2 separate regions of the Mus musculus genome follow, and region 1 is linked to region 2. Evidence: chromatin contacts called from public HiChIP or PLAC-seq data. All regions are on one chromosome and are shown on one strand. The core of a region is the stretch at or near the end of the contact, and the rest is flanking DNA. Distances in the headings are between cores, read along the strand shown.

Region 1 (6,984 bases), core at 902-3,401, 680 kb after region 2:
TTGGCTACATAATTACTCGGATGGCAACAATGTTTGACTGGCGTTGCATTGTATCCCACTTCTCATCCTGTTAGCATCTGGTATCCCACTCACACTGGTTAGCTTTGTTGTGCCCCACTGTTCATGTAAGTTTCAATTTCTCAAACAAAAACATCTCATCCTAGACTTCATACCCCAAACGTCAGCTTTAGACACGAATTTCATATAAACAGATGCTCCAACATCTTTTCGATGTTAGCAAAAAGTAGCAAATGTCACCCCAGACTCTGTTTGATTTCTGGTTTTTACTGACTCCCCAACTTCCCTGTTTTAGCTTGAAGAGAGGAGAGGCAAGATGGAGGAGCACCATGACAGCTGTCTGCCTCCACACAGGTGACAGCCACACTCTGAGATCTTCTTTCTATTCTTAGCACTGGCCTGGCCTCTCTCCCTGTGAGCTCACATTCAGCACCCAGTGAAACAGAAAGCGGCCACTTTCTCCACGGAAGTATTTAGGATGCATAGAATGAGCTAGCACATATTCTAAATGCCTACGAGCAGCTGCTGAAGGCAAGCCTCCCTTTCTTAACCTCTACCAGCTCCATCCAGAGTCAAAGCAGCAGTTTGGGAGAACAGAGGCACTAAGGGAGTCCTGACAAGCATGTGCTGCCCCAGACTATGCACCCAGCTCTCATGGCTGCGTGAGCTCAGGTTCCTCACTGGCCGCAAGGTTATTTAAAACTTTCGACCAGTAGAGACAGCAGACGCTGGCACTGGCCATCCCCCCTTCAAAATAGCGAGCATTAAGATTTCCTGAGCCCAGCAATGCAACGTTTTAGTTTCCCACACCTAGCATACGAGACACTATACACTCTGGGCTAACAAATATAACACCAAAGCAAGTAGTATACATTGTCTAGCAGCAAAACTTCTGGTAGGGTTCAGTTTAGCTTTGAAAACTATATGTGGTCTATATGGGAACTTTTAAAAAACTAAAATACCTGAAGATCCCCACTGATGTTTAAATGAGCAACAACTGTTGTGACTTTTAACTAGATTCAGACCCAGGTCCCGTAAATTATAGTATACAGAAATAAAATTTTCTCTTTGAAGCCCTCCCCCCTCTTTCTAGCAATGCAGAAACTTTTCATACAGTGAGGAAAAATCAGATCTCTTTACTGACAAGGACTGGTTTGCCATGGGTTGTCCAAATGGCCTCTGTGGAATTTTAGACTCATCAAAAACCAGGCTGAGCATTCTCTAGTACCAACCACAGTCTGCTAGCTCTGAGGTGGCTTCATTGTAAAAGCAGCAGCACTCCTAACTGCACAAACACATTTGAAAACCTTCCTTTCTGGCTACCAATAAGAAAGACAACCTCCACATACCAGGAACGGTGGATACATTTGGTTTTTTTTAATCCTCATAAAAGTGACAGCAATCCATCTCAAAAGTTTAAGCATTCCCGGGGTGTCCCTGGCTTTCATCTTCCTTCCTGGGGTATGAAGAGCAACCAAAAGGCTTTCACTTGGTCCCTAGTGAATCTTTGACTTCCACCACCAAGATTCCATCATGACAGAGGATGGCAGACAAATCTTTGGTTTCGACTCCATCTGGCAGTTTGTACTGTCTGGTGAAACTCCGCGATATAAACCCGTGTTCGTCCATTCTGGTTCCGTGCTGTGCCTTGATCAGCAGCCAGCCCTCGAAGGTCTGGATGATGATGTCCTCGGGCAGGAACTGGACCACATCCAGCAGGATCTGGAAACGGGATTTGCCTTCTCCGGGTGGCTTCTCCGTGGAGGCTGAGTCCTCTGCCAGAGCCTGTGGCGTGCCTGCGCCTCTGGCTTTACTCAGGTCCTCGATGGTTGGCCCGGGCAGTGCGTATAGTGTATGATCCAGTCTGCAGTCTTCTAAGCCTCGAGCTTCAAACTCCTCCTGATAACGCACTGGGGTCTCTATGAGGTGCCTCAAAATGATTTTTGCCATAGCAGAGGCGACTCCAGCGTTGAACCACTTCCCTTCCGTGAGTGTCTAGTCTCTGGCGTTGCCTGCGGACTCGATTCTTAGTCCTAGCAGCTCCGTTTACAGTCCTGCCCAGACGGCAGCTTAATTGGGGCTGAATCAGACCGGCACACTGACTCTTGTCTTTTCACACACACTGACAATGAATGGCTATTTATAGCCGCCTCTGCGAGTTGCATTTAGCTCACAGCCTGTACAAGTGGGCCAGGCAGGGATCGCACTTGCACGCTCCCTTAGCCTTGGCAGGCCTGTCTGCCTTGTTCACCCCAAAACACAAAGTAGAAACCAGAAGCAGCGCTTGAAGATCACACCGTGTGACCTGCAAAGTGTGCAATCATCTCAGTACAAGCCTCTCCCTCTGCCTGAAAATTCCATTCGGGGAGAGACGATTCTAACTCTGGTTTATGAGAAATCAATCAATTTCAAACAGCTACTAAACTCCAGCTAAGTTCGGATCCTATTCCGTTCTTTTTACTCTTTTGTGCCTAAAGGACACCTGAACCACATCAGCTGGTGTTTGTACATCTGACTCGGCAAAATGAGATGGGATGACTAAGCGAGAAGACTGTGCAACTTCAGAGGGAGCCTGGGAGCTCAGGACTGACAGAAATAGTCAATAGCAGAGGGCAAAATGCAAAGCGTTCAACTATTTCATATTAAGGTTCAGAAAACAAAGAATGAATCTAATCAACACCATGCTATTGAATGGGCAAAGACACTCACTGCACATCATTTCTCAACTAGAGCACCCTTTCATTGTCCTTCCACTGGCCAAGACTGAGGCAGCTGCCGCGGAACTTCTTCAAGATGTGCTACATAAAAATAGAGTCTGCCAAGGTATTTTATATTATTTGTGACTATTGAGAAGGGTGTTGTTTCCCTAATTTCTTTCTCAGCCTGTTTATCCTTTGTGTACAGAAAGGCCATTGACTTCTTTGAGTTAATTTTATATCCAGCTACTTCATTGAAGCTGTTTATCAGGCTTAGGAGTTCTCTGGTGGAATTTTTAGGGTCACTTATATATACTATCATATCATCTGCAAAAAGTGATATTTTGACTTCTTCCTTTCCAATTTGTATCCCCTTGATCTCCTTTTGTTGTCTAATTGCTCTGGCTAGGACTTCAAGTACAATGTTGAATAGATAGGGAGAAAGTGGGCAGCCTTGTCTAGTCCCTGATTTTAGTGGGATTGCTTCCAGCTTCTCACCATTTACTTTGATGTTGGCTATTGGTTTGCTGTAGATTGCTTTTATCATGTTTAGGTATGGGCTTGAATTCCTGATAAGAACTTCAAGTCTCTAAAGAAAGAAATTAAAGAAGATCTCAGAAGATGGAAAGATCTCCCATGCTCATGGATTGGCAGGATCAACATTGTAAAAATGGCTATCTTGCCAAAAGCAATCTACAGATTCAATGCAATCCCCATCAAAATTCCAACTCAATTCTTCAACGAATTAGAAAGGGCAATCGGCAGATTCATCTGGAATAACAAAAAACCGAGGATAGCAAAAACTCTTCTCAAGGATAAAAGAACCTCTGGTGGAATCACCATGCCGGACCTAAAACTGTACTACAGAGCAATTGTGATCAAAACTGCATGGTACTGGTATAGTGACAGACAAGTAGACCAATGGAACAGAATTGACGACCCAGAGATGAACCCACACACCTATGGTCACTTGATCTTTGACAAGGGAGCTAAAACCATCCAGTGAAAAAAAGACAGCATTTTCAACAAATGGTGCTGGCACAACTGGCGGTTATCATGTAGAAGAATGCGAATTGATCCATTTCTATCTCCTTGTACTAAGGTCAAATCTAAGTGGATTAAGGAACTCCACATAAAACCAGAGACACTGAAACTTATAGAGGAGAAAGTAGGGAAAAGCCTCGAAGATATGGGTACAGGGGGAAAATTCCTGAATAGAACAGCAATGGCTTGTGCTGTAAGATCAAGAATCGATAAATGGGACCTCATAAAATTGCAAAGCTTCTGCAAAGCAAAAGACACCATCAATAAGACAAAAAGGCCACCAACAGATTGGGAAAGGATCTTTACCTATCCCAAATTGGATAGGGGACTAATATCCAATATATATATAAAGAACTCAAGAAGGTGGACTCCAGAAAATCAAATAACCCCATTAAAAAATGGGGCTCAGAGCTGAACAAAGAATTCTCACCTGAGGAATACCAAATGGCAGAGAAGCACCTGAAAAAATGTTCAACATCCTTAATCATCAGGGAAATGCAAATCAAAATAACACTGAGATTCCACTTCACTCCAGTCAGAATGGCAAAGATCAAAAACTCAGGTGACAGCAGATGCTGGCGAGGATGTGGAGAAAGGGAAACACTCCTCCATTGTTGGTGGGACTGCAAGCTTGTACAACCACTCTGGAAATCAGTCTGGCGGTTCCTCAGAAAATTGGACATAGTACTACCAGAGGATCCCGCAATACCTCTCCTGGGCATATATCCAGAAGATGTCACAACCGGTAAGAAGAACACATGCTCCACTATGTTCATAGCAGCCTTGTTTATAATAGCCAGAAGCTGGAAAGAATCCAGATGCCCCTCAACAGAGGAATGGATACAGAAAATGTGGTACATTTACACAATGGAATACTACTCAGCTATTTAAAAAAATGAATTTATGAAATTCCTAGGCAAATGGATGGACCTGGAGGGTATCATCCTGAGTGAAGTAACCCAATCACAAAGGAACTCACACAATATGTACTCACTGATAAGTGGATATTAGCCCAGAAACTTAGGATACCCAAGATATAAGATACAACTTGCCAAACGCATGAAATTCAAGAAGAACAAAGACCAAAGTGCGGACACTTTACCCTTTCTTAGAAATGGGAACAAAACACCCATAGAAGGAGTTACAGAGACAAAATTTGGAGCTGTGACGAAAGGATGGACCATCTAGTGATTGCCATATGCAGGGATCCATCCCATAATCAGCTTCCAAATGCTGACACCATTGCATACACTAGCAAGATTTTGCTGAAAGGACCCAGATATAGCTGTCTCTTGTGAGACTATGCCGGGGCCTAGCAAACACAGAAGTGGATGATCACAGTCAGCTATTGGATGGGTCACACGGCCCCTAATGGAGGAGCTAGAGAAATTACCCAAGGAGCTAAAGGGAACTGCAACCCTATAGGTGGAAGAACAATATGAACTAACCAGTACCCGGGAGCTCTTGTCTTTAGCTGCATATGTATCAAAAGATGGCCTAGTCGGCCATCACTGCAAAGAGAAGCCCATTGGACTTGCAAACTTTATATGCCCCAGTACAGGGGAACGCCAGGGCCAAAAAGGGGAAGTGGGTAGGTAGGGGATTGGGGGGGGTAGGTATGGGGTACCTTTGGGATAGCATTGAAAATGTAAACGAGGAAAATACCTAATTAAAAAAAAACAGAAAAAAAAATAGAGTCTGGGTGCTGGGCAAGTGTTCTGCCACCGAAGTACATCCCTGCCTCATCACCCAGCTCCGGCTACATTCAAGGCTTTACAGGCCTGCAATAGACTACCCATAACTCCACCATCAGCTATGTCAATGACAGTCTAATCATCTTTATTTTCTTCAAGCTGCCCATGTTTGAAAGGAATATATACTAGTTGTTGATTGTTTGTTTCTAATTATCTTAAGGGTACATGTAGGGTAACTTTTCTGAACTTTGCTTCCTTAATTCTCAAAGAAAGCTGTATTACTCTCAGGAAGGCAAAAAAAAAAAAAAAAAAAACCTAGTTTTTATGGAAAGAGAGAGAGAGGATAGGACAGAGATGTACATATAGAGAGAGATTATATAAAACCTCAGATACTGCATAACTGTACAATGGTTTGTGGGGTCTCTATAGTCATAGGTGTGTCTGTGGCCTTACGTATTAATGAGAAAGATAGGCAAGAACTCTAGTGGAAAATAAAAACTATCCCTAGAGATGGGGCAAAGAGACAGTAATGAAAAGATGAGGCACACTACCTAGTCTCCTTTGCTAATTGCTTACTAAGACTTCTGTGACTCAGTGGATCATGTAGGGGATGCTAATTACAGGTACTCGGGGTCCGAGAGAGTTTTCTAGAAAGAGCCATGGAATGTTCTGTCTGGGGTGCTTGAGCCAAAGAGAGCATCGTGATTCCAGAAGACGAAGACACCTGCACCACTGTAATGCAGACTTTAAAATAAGAAGGAGGGCGTTTCGGTTGGAGTGTGAGAGTTCAGAATCAGAGCAGGAAGCCCAATGCTTGGTTAGTTGTTTAAGAAGTTGTCTTAAAGAGAAAATCAATTCTTTATATTTTGATCATCAAAAGGCCAGTTGAGGAATTATTTTTCAAGGGAAAAAATTAGATTCTAGCCTAGAATAAAGGTGTTAACTCAAATCTGTGCCCTCTCTCTCTCTCTCTCTCTCTCTCTCTCTTTCTGGCCACATCTGTAAGAAACATGTTTGCCACCATGAGCCACTGAGGACACAGATGCATACCTGGTGACGGTCATTCAGGTTTATGACACAGAGACCCTCTGACGACGGTGCTCGTAACCCCCTGAACTGATTTCCTAGTCCTAGGTTGACTACAAATGAGAGGCTAAAATATGCCCACTTAAATTTCAACAGTATTGGGCAAAGTAGAGGCCAAATTGTATTGTCTCGGGGTAAATTTACCTTCTGTATAATTTATCCTTTGATTTCTCTGACTTTGACTAGCTGTGTCTGACTTTGAGCAGGTGAGAGGACAGAGTGGGAGAGGCAGACAGAAGCATGGCTCAGCCCATGGATTAAGAGGTGAAGGGTAAGGAGATTAGGCTTAGCAGCAAGAGTCAGTGGCAAGATATCAAATAAGCCATAATTTTTCAGAAACTAATCATGGCCTTCAAGTTACAGTCTCACATAACCTGGGTGAAGAGGAGTAGAACCAGCCAGGGGCTGCCATGGGTTTGAATTCATTTTAGAAAGACAGCTTTTAA
Region 2 (6,413 bases), core at 1,370-3,869:
ATGGATGGTTATGAGCCACCATGTGGTTGCTGGGATTTGAACTCAGGACCTTCGGAAGAGCAGTCAGTGCTCTTAACCGTTGAGCCATCTCTCAGCCCCAATAAATCTTTTTTTAAAAAATCTTTAAAAGATAGCTTGCTGTTCCATATAGTACAGTGTTTCAGGTAATTATCAGATAAACATTTTTCTCTTGTAGATATGTCTCATACAATTTCTGTGACATCCTTATGAGAAATGCATTTGTTGTTTATCTGACATTTGAATTTAAATTGATATCTTGGTCCCCTCCCCCATCACATTTCAGTCCTTTTTTGTTTGTTTGGTTTTGGTTTTTTTTTTTTTTTTTTTTTTGGCCTTTTCTGAGACAGGGTTTCTCTGTGTAGCCCTGGCTGTCCTGGAACTCACTCTGTAGACCAGGCTGGCCTTGAACTCAGAAATCCACCTGCCTCTGTCTCTGTCTCCCGAGTGCTGGGATTAAAGGCGTGCACCATCACGCCCGGCTCACATTTCAGTCCTTTAAGAATGGCACATGGCTCTTTGTTTATCCCACCTGAACACCAGCTCCTTGCAGGTTCCACACAGCAGGCGACACAGCAAGCACTCTGCCAAAGCTGAATAATAGGTCCTTCAAGCTGAGACTCAGGCAGTGTCTGTTGGGATTGACTCTAAGTACAGGCCTTGGGGGAAAAAAGTCTGTTCAGCATGGAGAGCCTTACCACACACAGATGGCCTGATCAGTCTTCAGTTTCCCCCAGCAGAACAACATTCTTGACCCCCCTGGATCAGGTTCAAGAGGACTCTACTATTTTGCATTTAAAAAGGACTTTCTCTTCAAGAGGGTCTCCCAACAACTGGAGTGGGAGCCGTCCCTGACTGTTGTCTGCTTGTGGCTGCCTTGTCTGGCCACAGCGGGAGAGCTTGTGCCCAGGCCTGCAGGGGCTTGGTGTGTCAGGATGGGTTAGTACTCAGAGGGAGAGGGCGGCCCCTTCTCAATGCAGGGAAGGAGGGGGAAGGGGCGATGTGAGGCGGTAACTGAGAGGAGGAGGAGCTGCGATAGGGATGTAAAGTGAATAAATAAAATAAATTAACGGGGGGGGGGGGAGTTTCAAGATTTCTCATCGATGTTACTTGACTCGCAAGGCAAGTAATATCCTTTTACAGACGACGAAATGGAGACCGAATAATGTCTTGCTGAACAAGATCATTAAATAGGTACACTCTGGATCCTACTGATGAGGTGCTTTGTGCTCTTTCCCGCTGGACCAAGAGGCAGAATCAGAGAGTTCCTAGATCCTTCCTCCTCACCCAGAAAACTCTTCTAGGAAGAGGTCTGCTATGTGGCCCCCTTGCTGTGGATTCGGTTGATCTCCCCGTAATGTTACCCATCAACAGCCTGAGAGGAGACAGAAAGCCAGGCACTTGCATGTAGAAAACTCCTCTCAGGTGATTCTCAGCAACCCCGCGTCACACAAGTGCTGCAATTTAAAGCGCCTTCAGAATCACAGAGAATAGAAACGGAGGCGAGAAGCTGAAATCCAGCCCTTTCCCCTCACCTGCTTCTCTGGCAAGTTTCTAGGGGGAGGATTTGCACGTGGACTCCAACAATTTCCAGCTGTCTTTGGAATCAGTGAGGACGGCCGCGTGTGCAGAACTCACAGCGCCTTAACGTCTCTTTTAGATCAGGACCGGAGTTTGGAGTACACGGGTTGAGAATGGAGAAGGTGTCACATTCTACCTTTCTCTCTTGTCCCCGCGCCTCCCCCTCCCCCAACTCTGCATTCCTTTGATTTCCCTCCATCCTACCCTGGGCACAAAGAATAACCTAGAAAGGTAGAGGGTTAAAAGCTAATGACCCAAAGCAGAACACACTGTGAGCAATTCCACAGAAATGCCACCTGTGACATTAAGGCCCTAAACGGCTGCAGCCTTGGCGTGTTTGGCTCGGGATGAAAAGTGCGGGGCAAAGTATCCAGAGGGCAGCGGGCTTGTGCGACGGTCATTTGAAGTAACTTCCTACGTTTTTGGATCACAAATACCTGTCTGACAGGACGGGCTCCCACATACTTAACAGACGTTAGCGACGCGCCAAAGTTCTCCTTCCCTGGGCCAGCGGAATGAAATAAAATAGTCGCAAATCAAGTCCTTTTATGGGTCACTGAAGAAAACCTAGCCTGATCTTGGTCCGGAGCTCAGAGGCGGACCCACCTGGATGAGGGTTGGCATAAAAGATGATCACACCAGGCCAGACAATCTAACCAAGGACCAGGTTCCCCGGAGCAGCCTTTCCCTTTTTCCGGGGGCGGCTGAACCGCTCAGACGGCCCATGGCTCCCCTAGGTGGCCAGTGATCTTTACGCTCTTCCACCGAGCTCAAGCAGCTGGCGCCAGGACCCGGGCTGCGGTTGCCACGGTGACGACAGACGCGCGGAGCCTGCAGCTGAAGGCGGGTGAGAGGCGGGAGTTGCAACGCCTCCTCCCCCTGCAACCAGCGCGGGGGCCACGCGTTGCTCGCACGCGAGGGGTGTGGCTCTGCCTCCGGGAAAGCGCGGCCCGTGGGCGGCTCGGGGCTCAGCCAGTGAGAGGCCGGGGGAGTGGTGGAGGGAAGGCACAGTCCGGGTACTTAGAGCTGCGCCGCCAGCGGGACCGGATCTTCCTCGCAGCTCTCGCGCCGACGCTCCGGGCGTCGTAGACGCTAGGAGCGCTACCCGATTGTAACATGGTTACCCCTTGCCCTGCCAGCCCGGGCAGCCCCGCCGCGGGAGCCGGGAGGCGAGACAGCCACCAGAACCTCCGCGCCCCAGTGAAGAAGAGCAGACGCCCGTGCCTCCGGAGAAAGAAGCCGCTGCGGCCGCTGAACGCGTGTTCGCTCCCGGGAGACTCGGGCGTCTGTGACCTTTTCGAGTCCCCCAGCTCCAGCTCGGACGGCGCCGACAGCCCCGCAGTGTCTGCGGCGCGGGACTGCAGCTCCCTACTCAACCCTGCCCAGCCCTTGACAGCGCTGGATCTCCAGACCTTCCGAGAATACGGCCAGAGCTGCTACGACTTCCGAAAGGCGCAGGAGAATCTTTTCCACCCGCGGGAGTCGCTGGCGCGCCAGCCACAAGTGAGGCGCTGGCAAGAGCCAGACCCGGGGCCGTCGCGCTTCTGTCTCTCCCAGGCTAGCTCGCTCTCTCCATGGCTGCTGGCTGCCCTTCGCACAGCCCTAGTCATTGCAGCCCATTATCTGCCATCAGTAGGAGCAATTGGGACCTTCAAGGATTGGCCCACTGACCTATTTAGATGGAGAAAGGTTGTGGGTGGAGAGGTGGATATCGGAAGTTATAGGGGGTGGGTAGAGGAGTTTTATTATAACGCAGTTCGACAGCTTCTACGTCAGATCCAGAACTCCTAAATTTGCTTGCACTTCTGTTTAAAAAAAAAACAAAAACTTTACCCCCCACCCCCCACCCCTTATAGTCCCTTTGACTTGCTGAGAGGGTTAGACTGGGTAGTGTGCCCTAATGCACTGTGCACAATACCAGGCGCGAGCCCAAACGTTCCCAGGCGTTCCGGAACGCCTGGTTTAAGGCAGGCCCGTACCTCCCCCCCTCCCCCCCACGTGCCTCCTATTTTTCAGTCATTTAGCGTTTTCCCCTTTGCCTCTCTGCCTCTCTGGATTGTTTTGTTCGGGCGCGCGCTTCAGCACACTCCCCCTCTCGCTCCCGGCCAGGTGACTGCCGAATCGCGCTGTAAACTGCTCAGCTGGCTCCTGCAAGTCCACCGCCAGTTCGGCCTCTCTTTCGAGTCGCTGTGTCTGACCGTGAATACTCTGGACCGTTTTCTCCTCACGACCCCTGTTGCTGCAGACTGCTTCCAGCTGCTCGGGGTCACCTGTCTGCTCATCGCTTGCAAGCAGGTACCACCAGGCGAAAGAGTGCGATGTGTTTGCAGCCAGCGCCCCCCTTCCCCAACTCGTGCATGGCTTAGGGCTGGGTTGCTTGGCTTATCTGGGCAGATGCTCGAAGATCTTTCCATGTCATAGCCTTAACTTCTCTTACCACTCACAGCAACAATCCTTTCAGACTACAAAGAGGTTAGGCTGTAGCTGGCCGCCCAACCAAAGCTTTGTGGTACTTGTCTCTGGAAAAGATGCTTTTAAAGTCAATCTCTCTCTCTCTCTCTCTCTCTCTCTCTCTCACACACACACACACACACACACATTTTAAAGTTGGGTTGTAGATAGAGAAGGTGCACTAGCAGCTGTGGGTGGGGGGAGAGGTTTCAGGAGCGGAATTGTGGAAGTGGAAGGAATATAGAGTTCGAGTCCCAGTTTTCTCCCGGGTTTTAGGCTGGATGGATTTGGGTCCCAGGTACCCACCAGTCCGGAACTGGAGCACACTCTGTGTTGCAGGTAGAGGTGCACCCACCTCGCTTGAAACAGCTCCTGGCCCTGTGCGGCGGTGCGTTCTCCCGGCAGCAGCTGTGCAACCTGGAGTGCATCGTGCTGCATAAGCTCCACTTCAGCCTGGGCGCGCCCACCATCAACTTCTTCCTGGAGCACTTCACTCAGTGGCGCATGGAAGCCGGCCAGGCTGAGGTCACCGAAGCTCTAGAGGCTCAAACCCTGGCCCGGGGAGTGGCGGAGCTGAGCCTAACGGATTACGCGTTCACTACCTACACGCCGTCCCTGATGGCTATCTGCTGCCTGGCGCTGGCTGACGGATTGCTGCAGCACCAGCACGAGATGGACCTGCGCCTGGGAGAGCACCCAGAGGCCACACTGCAAGACTGTCTGGGCAAGCTGCAGACGCTAGTGTCCATCAATAGCAGCTCCCTGCCTCGCATTCTGCCTCCCCAGATCTGGGAGAGGTGCAGCCTGCCCCAGAGTTGGCAATAAAAAGCACCCCCTTGAGCTCCTTTTTAAAATTCCCTGGTCCCTGCTCCGTGCCTTAAGGAGAATATGCAGTACAGATCCAAAGAGAAGTTGAGGTCTCCTACCTGTAAATACTGTACAATAACGGATTCTTTATTTATTTTGTAGTACACAAGGGCAGGGGTGACAGTTCTGGCTTGTCTAAATGCTGCTGTTGGCATGCCTGACTGTCTGCTTTTCCCAGGCGAAGTCCATCACGAGGTAGCCAATTCCGGAGGCTCTTCCCTGCTCCCACAGTTTTACTTTGTAGTTAGCTCTGTGAAAACAACCTGGCAAGATTTTATATGCCACTGTTCCAGAAAGCAGACAAGTCAAGGTGGCTTGTCCGTATCTTAACCCCCTCCAGTCAGGAGGCTGAGTTCCCTCCCCCATGCCAGTGGCCCAAGGAGAATGAGACAGGGTTAGAAGTCAGAGTGGTCTGTGCTGTCCGGAAAGGCAGTGGCTGCACTAACTGATGTGGAGCTGGGAAGCTTTGGGGACCGGGCAGCCATACTAGCAGTGGGTGAAGCAAGAGACAGTCCCTGGTGCAACACAGGAAATGCTGGAATGCCTTTTGCGTATTGTTATAGCTGTTGCAACCTGGGTCATTTCCTCTGCAGCTACACTCATGGTTCAGTTTATACTGCAGCATGAGCCCAGGGTAATTCTGGTACGGCAGTAATAAATATTATACTATTTGCAACATATCCTGTGTGCGACAATTATTTTACTCTTGGAGAATGCTTTGGAACAGTCTTGTCCCACTTTCCAGAGGCTGACACTGGGACACAGGACTTGGAGGCAATGCCATCCATGAGTCTTAACCATTAGCCACATTGCTAAGCTCCCCCCCCCCCCCCGTTTGTTTTTGGAAATTCTAACGCCCTCGTTCTCCATTTAGCGCCCCTGAACTCTGTTCAGTTGTCTTCTAAGCCTTGCTCCAGGACTCTCTAGATAGGAAACTTGGCCGAGAAGCAAGCAGCACCCTAGGGTACTGTGGTTCTGCAGTTGTCACATGATCTTTAGACTCATTGTCATTAATCAGCTGTAGGCTCTGACCCTCAGCTCCACCACCTGCAACAAATTCTTGAATTTCATTGAACCTCACAGTGGACCTGTGTGTGTGTGTGGGGGGGGGGCGTGTTAAGCTTAAAAGGGATTTGTTTCTGTAGTGGGGGTGAGGAGGATAGTAGCCATGGAGCCATTTTGCTAGGAGATCTAAGGCCCACTTCTCTAAAACTGGGATAATGGCACCCATCAGAGTTGCACCTCCTTCCCAAGCACAGATCCTAATAGAACCCCCAAGAAGCAACAGCCTAGCCTGCACAGTGCTAGGAGGAGAGAAGTTATGAAGGAAAACAAAACCAAACCTAATTAGGGTGGAAGAAGCCAACTTGAACATTTAGAGCTTTTTCATCCCTCCAGAGACCGGACCTTTCTGCTCTCTGGATATGTATGCTCTCTCCTCGGGACTGGAACACTTTTCTGTGATGGTGAAAGGGGAGGGGTTGAGGACCCTGTCA

The links. HiChIP or PLAC-seq counts read pairs in DNA pulled down with a chosen protein or histone mark.
Region 1: a contact with region 2 is called in an H3K4me3 HiChIP or PLAC-seq map of stem cell-derived neural progenitor cells, with 4 times the contacts expected there. The contact joins the promoter of Hspb3 here to the promoter of Ccno in region 2. A contact is called at or near these places in 1 of 39 promoter capture datasets (hippocampal neurons) and 1 of 115 datasets of contacts at active chromatin or transcription factors (stem cell-derived neural progenitor cells).

Annotation. Positions count from the first base shown.
Region 1 is chr13:113,661,525-113,668,508 of GRCm38.p6, forward strand. It overlaps Hspb3 (heat shock protein 3), which reads right to left and starts at 2,152. Exons shown (of 1, transcript NM_019960.2): 1 at 1,372-2,152. The coding sequence starts at 1,968. The coding sequence ends at 1,504. The region is part of intron 1 of Gm34586 (a long non-coding RNA gene); the gene reads left to right.
Region 2 is chr13:112,985,183-112,991,595 of GRCm38.p6, forward strand. Ccno (cyclin O) reads left to right here and starts at 2,620. Exons shown (of 3, transcript NM_001081062.1): 1 at 2,620-3,102; 2 at 3,709-3,894; 3 at 4,390-5,596. The coding sequence starts at 2,716. The coding sequence ends at 4,875.